Linked DNA regions of Sus scrofa: region 1 is linked to region 2. A link is a contact called in public promoter capture Hi-C data. All regions are on one chromosome and are shown on one strand. The core of a region is the stretch at or near the end of the contact, and the rest is flanking DNA. Distances in the headings are between cores, read along the strand shown. Region 1 holds the start of RASA3 (ras GTPase-activating protein 3). Region 2 holds the start of LOC106504737.

Evidence for each region. Promoter capture Hi-C pulls out the DNA fragments that hold promoters and counts their contacts.
Region 1: a promoter capture Hi-C map of liver shows a contact between it and region 2, with 4 times the contacts expected there. The contact joins the promoter of RASA3 here to the promoter of LOC106504737 in region 2. A contact is called at or near these places in 5 of 5 promoter capture datasets (fetal liver, fetal skeletal muscle, liver and 1 more), 12 of 47 Hi-C or Micro-C datasets (alveolar macrophages, blood, embryonic fibroblasts and 6 more) and 1 of 2 datasets of contacts at active chromatin or transcription factors (skeletal muscle).

Annotation. Positions count from the first base shown.
Region 1 is chr11:79,026,525-79,029,755 of Sscrofa11.1, reverse strand. RASA3 (ras GTPase-activating protein 3) reads left to right here and starts at 1,765. Exons shown (of 24, transcript XM_003131110.5): 1 at 1,765-1,972. The coding sequence starts at 1,918.
Region 2 is chr11:78,944,756-78,947,635 of Sscrofa11.1, reverse strand. It overlaps LOC106504737, which reads left to right and starts at 1,322. Exons shown (of 4, transcript XM_021065991.1): 1 at 1,322-2,107. The coding sequence starts at 1,916. LOC110255870 (a long non-coding RNA gene) reads right to left here. Exons shown (of 4, transcript XR_002336798.1): 2 at 1,153-1,209.

The DNA.
Region 1 (3,231 bases), core at 516-3,015, 82 kb before region 2:
TAATCCAGATGATCCTCCCCAAAGTGTAATGGTTACAGCAACCTTCCAAGGATTGAGCCTTCAACCAGCTCTGGGTACCACTGTCTTCAAGGTTAAGTCCCGGCTTTGACTGCAGGAGATGAGGATATCTTTACATGGTACCAAGGAAACCTTTTTGTCACACTTTTCTTTAAATTTGTGACCTTTTTCATTCCATTGATTTCTACGAGAACCACCTAATTCCACAGTCCAGATGATTCCTGCTTTTTCCAACTTCTCCAATACCTGAGACACTGCACCCCACCGTGTCCCCCTCAGCAGGCCTCCTGGCAACTCAGCACTGCTGCAGCAGGGCAGGGCTGCCAGCTGTCATTTAGCATCTGGCTCTCAAACCCCATCATAGAGGCCACTCCTTGGACACTCCTGGCCCCAGATGCCTTACAGCGGTTCCCTTGGAAACAGACTCCAAAGAGGAAATCCATGTGCAGGACCTGGTTGGAAGTGTTTGGGAGGGAAAGTCTGTGAGAGAATGGGGGGAAGATGGGGACAGAGGAGCCACTTGGCAACAATGCAGCTGCTACTGGGGTTTCAGCTGGTCCTCTGAGAAGGTCAGGAACTGGGGTTACTTTTCAGTTACCCTGATGGAGGCCAAGTCTTGGCTAGGAGGAGGGTGGGCTCTGGGTGGCCACACAACTACAGGAGCCTGCTGGGGTCCTGAGGCAGCAACACTGGGGGCTTGACCCCAGCCTCTTCAGTAAACCATGAGTAAACACCTCCTCTGACAGTCCTGAGAAGGTTGCCTCAAGCAGCTGATTGAGGACCTGGAAGGAGGGTAAGAATGGTCAGTAATCTTTTTCAACAGGTACCTAAGCATTTTTTTTTTTTTTTTAAGGAAGTGAGGTAAAACAGTGAGAAAAACAGGCCTCTCTCTTTATTAAGCTTGTATTCTGGTGTGTGTGTGTGTAAGTCTGTGTGTGTGATGTTGGGCACTCCTAAGTCAGAGGAGAGATAAGTGGACAGGAAGTCAGGAGACAGAAAATAAGGGGAGGATGGTAGCATGGGGATCAGCAAGGGCAGACAGGAGTGCACGTGGCCTGAAAGACTCAGAGCCAGGTGGCGGGAGACCAGGGCACGGTAGAGGGACAGGAAGGCATCAGAAGGGAATGGACATCTGCGGAGCCTAATCAGCAACCTCAGTGGAACCCTTGTTCCTCCAGAGGCCAGGTCTCCAGCAGCTGGTCCGCAAGTGCGGACTTGCTCTGAGGGGGCCGAGCTGGGCCAGAGAATTCTTTTCCTTGATTCCTTTAGGTCTGAGTTTCTTAAAATCATGTGCACATCTCCCTATTCCCGCGTCCTCCCGCCAGATTCTGCCTCCCCTCGCCTAGCCCCCGCCACCTTCTTTGCAACCCTAGTCCTCCACGCCCCGCCCTCCCGGTCCCCGCCCCCCCTTCCGCCCGGCCCTCGCCACCGCCCCCCGCTCCCCGAGCCAGCGACAGCTGACCGGTCCCCTCCTGGCGCCCTCCCCACGCCCAGTACCCCCCAGCGCCCCTCGGCCCAGTTCCTCCAGCAACCCTTGTGGGATCCTCCCTGCTGGGTGAACCACCCCGGCGTGGTACCTTCCAACCCTTCTCTGATACCGACCACGCCCCCTTGCGGGGTTCGGCCAATGGGGATCTGGGGCTGGGATGTGGGCGGAGCCGTCTCGCTCCTGCCCCTTTGCGGACCTCAGGCACAAGGCAACTGGGCAGGGCCGTGGGCGGAGCCTCACCGCCCACGCTCGCGCTCTCGGCCAATGGTCGGGTGCGTGGGCGGAGCCAGGGGACAGAGGCGCGGCCGACCCGCGGTCGACGAGACGCGCGCAGAGCGCGGGGACTGCGCCGCCGCTCTGGCTCCTGCTGCTCGGCGGGGCTCGGCGCACGAATTCCGGGCCGACCCAGCATGGCGGTGGAGGAAGAGGGGCTCCGAGTCTTCCAGAGCGTGAAGATCAAGATCGGTGAGCTCCCGGGAGCCGGCAGAGGCGTCGTGGCCTTCCAGGGGGCTATCGGCGGGCGCTCTCAGACTCCCGACCCCTTCGCTGAGGGCCGCGGCCCTGGCGCCTCCCGGCGACGCGCGCTCCTCATTTGCGCTCCCCTCTCCACCTCCCAGGAGATCCCCAGCCTTGACCCCTCCCTACCTCCTCCAAGACCTCCGGCCGCTACCTCCTCCCCACCTTCGGGAGATGCCCGGCCAAGGCTTCCTCCCCACCTTCCCGGAGACCTCTGGCCTCAACTCTCTCCCCACCTTCGGGAGATGCCGGACCGAGTGCCCCTTCGCCATCTCCTGGGAGACCGCAGCCCCTTCCCCACCTTCCGCGGGACTGGCCGGGCCGAGCTCGGGGGACGCAGCTCCCCGCGGTGCCTCCGCGCCGCGAGCGGCCCCTAGTCCCCGCAGGTGGGGTCGCCTGCACCAGGGAGAGGTGCGGCTGGACCCGGGTCCCATCCCTGCTGGGAGTGTGTCTGCGTGTGCATGAGCGCGCGCACGCGTGTGGGGACTCTCCGGATGCGTACATTTCTAGTGCCCCAAACACCCACCTCGGGGTTCCGCACCTCCGCTCAGTGCAGCGCCCAGAAACTTGCTTTGCTGGGAACGTGTGAGCTCTTTCACATGTTGCCCCGGGGCGAGGGGCAGAGGCAGGCTGCTGACTGGTGCCTGGGTGTGCACACGACTGTGTAGGTGGATTGTGTGTGCATATGTGTGTTCCTGAGTGATTGTGTGTGTATGTCTGTGTGTGAATATGTGGAGCGCCCTGGCCCAGGGCTCCCTCAGGGCAGCGAGCCACAGGAGCCACCCCTCCCCCCTTCCATTGAGAACTGGCCGCGGAAGCTTTTGGCCACCCGGCCTGCCATTCAGGTCGTGTCCCTGGAGCAGCCTGCCTTTCTCACTGGACCCAAGAGCTGGGGGAGGGAAGTGCAGCTGGAAGGCTATGTCTGGACTTCCTGGGTTTATCTAGAGAGTGTCACCTTCTCCTGGTGGTCCTGTTTTATCTTGGAGATATAAGACTTTTTCACCCCAGAGCAAGATCAGCGCCTGGAGTGTCTGCTACACATTAATGCCACAAGTGTGTCCTCTCACGGATGAGGGGCCAGCTCCTGTTGGAGAGGGCTTTTCGGGACTCAGAGTGTTGCCTGTCCCCAGGGTCTGTCTTGCCCGCTGAACTCCCTGTCCTCCCCGGGGGGCTGCACATTCCCCTGTGAGAAAGGGCCTCCGGGAACA
Region 2 (2,880 bases), core at 73-2,572:
CCGGTTGGGCCGCTCCCATGACCATGTGCCCAGCTCCCCTTCCTGGCCAGGTGCCCCCACCCTGGCAGTGCCCCTCAGGGGCCAGGAGGCACATCCTGAAGGGGCTGAGTGTGGCACAGATCCCACCTCTGCTTCTGCTGCTCCAAGTCCAGACGACCAGGAGGACTGCTCCTGGCCAAGTGCCTCAGCCTGTGCCCTGAGAGGGCAGAGGGCCCCTGGGGACTGGGGGCTGGGGGTGCGGGGGTTTGGCTGGGCTGTGAGCTTTGGAGGCTCTGGCACGAGGCTTGCTAAGTGCTGAGGTCAGGAGTCAAGCAGGCGGCTTCCGGGGCTGGGGATTCGGCAGAACAGGTCAGGATAAAAACCCTCCGGTCATAAGGGTGGAGGCAGCACCCCTGGCCCACGGGCGGCCCGCCTGCATCATCACAGGCTGACTGCAAGCCAGCCGCTTCCTCTGCAGAGTCTGAAGACCAGGGGAAGGACCTCAAAAGTGATGCGGAAGATGCCAGCTGGTGAGTGGCCTTCGTGCAGCGGGGAGCTGCCCAGAGTTTAGAAGAGGACATTGGGGTGGGGGCTCGAGGCAGGTGACCATGGGGCTCTCGGGGCTGCAGGCCCCTCCCCAAAGCCCCCCCCCACCTCCCCATCTGTCTGGGAGCGGGAACTGGCTCTGCAAACATCCCCTCAGATGTCCAGGAAGGAAGCGTCTCACCTGAGGGGTGGGGCTGCAGGAAGTGGCCTCTTGGGCAGGTTAGGGGGACAGCTCTGCAGAGAGAAGCACCAGCCCTGCTGCATCTGTCACCCCACATGTGCCTCTGCCCCAGGTGGGCCTTGCCCACTGCCCATCCTCTGCCCTTGCTTCGTCCCCTCCGCGGGCGCTGGGTCACCACCGGGCTCCCGCCCCCCGCCCCCACCCCTGCAGCCAGCCTAACCTGGAGGAGGACAAGCAGGAACAGCACCAGGACGCCCTGGGGAAGGAGGACCGTGAGGGCGACAGGGCAGAGCCTGAGGCTGTGAACACCCCCGAGGCCAGCGTCCAGGAGGAGCAGGACAGAGGGCAGAGCGTGGACAAGTGCACCCCGGAGGCTAAGGTCAGGCCAAGGGTCTTTGATGCCAAGGCACTGCCGGCCCCTCAGCCCTGAGTCCTGCCTTTCTTACCTGTTTGGTGTCTTTTTACAGGAGCAGGAGCCAGAGTCCATAAAACTGGCTGACCTGCTGGAAAAAGAGGCAAGAGCTTTTCACTTTGGTGACAAGTCAGACAGTCCTGCTGTGGAGGCACTGTCCTTGAGTCACATGGGCTGCAGGCTGGACCAAGCCCCCCCCCCCCCCCGCCCTGAGCTGAGCCTTTGGCATCCAGCTCTGTGCTCTCGGCTGGTGCTGGGCGCCCCAGGCCCAGCTTGCCAAGCAGCACAGTTAGTAACTGTGCTCAGGGCCCTGCGGGGTGGCGGCCTGCGGCCCCACACTGAGAGGTACCCCTCCCCAAAGACCCTGCCAGGGAACAGTTTTCTGTCCTGATCCAAGCGTAGGGAAGGAGGGGGAGCTGGGCGGGTCCCACCAGGTTTACAGCAGCTGGTCCTTGGCCCGTGTCCAGGGCTCGGGGGAGGCCTCCACTCCCCAAGTGCTTCTCCAGCTGTTGACTGAAGTGCTTCCACTTCCATGGCACCAAGGCGCCTGGTTGAGGCCTGGGGCAGCCCCACTCGAGCCCCCCAGGCCTTACACATCTCAGCAGGTCTCTAAGTTCAGGCAGAGGGCAGGTGGGTTTGTAGAGGCAGAGCTCAGGTGCTGCCCAGGTGAGCAGGTCTGTAGTGGGCAGAGAAGGTGCCCACCAGGCATCGCCCTGGTACCCAGAGGCCCTGGTCCTCAGGGACCTGAGGGGAGGTGAGCAGGGCCACCCCTCCACTCCCTCACTGCCAGAGCTGCCATGGATGGCCCCTGCCAAGCCTGGCTGTGTCTGGTGGTCCCGGACCCAGGCAGCCACAGGACAGAGCCCAACTCGCTGCCCGGAACCTCACTCCTCCCCAGCTCGCCCAAACCCATCAGCCACGCCTCTGGTTTCCATCCACAGAAACCATCTGTGTTTGTGGAGATTGACCTGGGAGACCATGCCGAGGAGGTAAGACGCTCAGACCACAAGGCCAAACCACGTCCTGGGGGGCGCCTTGCTCAGGGCCATGAGGGTTTCCAGGAACTGGCCCAGCACTCGCGTGGGCCAGAGGCTGAGGCAGAGACGGGGCCTCCAGGTGGAGGACCGGCCAGGGGCCCAGAGGACGCTTCACCTCGTCCTCACTCCCCCGACTCCAACCTGCACCCGTTCCTGCACGACCAGAGACTCTAGGGCCTGGGTCCACCTTCAAGGTGCCCAGGGGCCCCAAGAACCCCTTGTGGGATCATGCTGGGGTGGTAAAAAGGCACGAGCTTGGGAGTTGGGAGAACTGGCCTCCATGTCCAGCTCCAGCAAACACTCAAACAAGTCACCATACCTCCCCGAGCTGCAATTTTCTCACCTGCAACGTGGGGATCTTAGCAGTACCCACACCCCAGCGTTGTTTAGTGAAGCCCTCAGAACAGTGCCCAGTGCCCAGAAAGCTCCAGTAATAGGCATCCCCATCGCCACCACCACCACCCGCATGACCACTGCCCCCACCACAATTCACCATCGCCCCCACCACCATCAGCAGCACCATGACGGCCACCGCCCACACCACCGTCCTCATCACGTCACCACCGTCACCGCCGTCACCACCGCTGCATCATCACCATCACCTCCACTTCTCCACCCTCACCACCACCACCTTCACGTCACCATCACCACCCCACCTCCACCCCTCACCACCACCGCCCACACCACCGTCCTCATCACGTCACCACCGTCACCATTGTCCCATA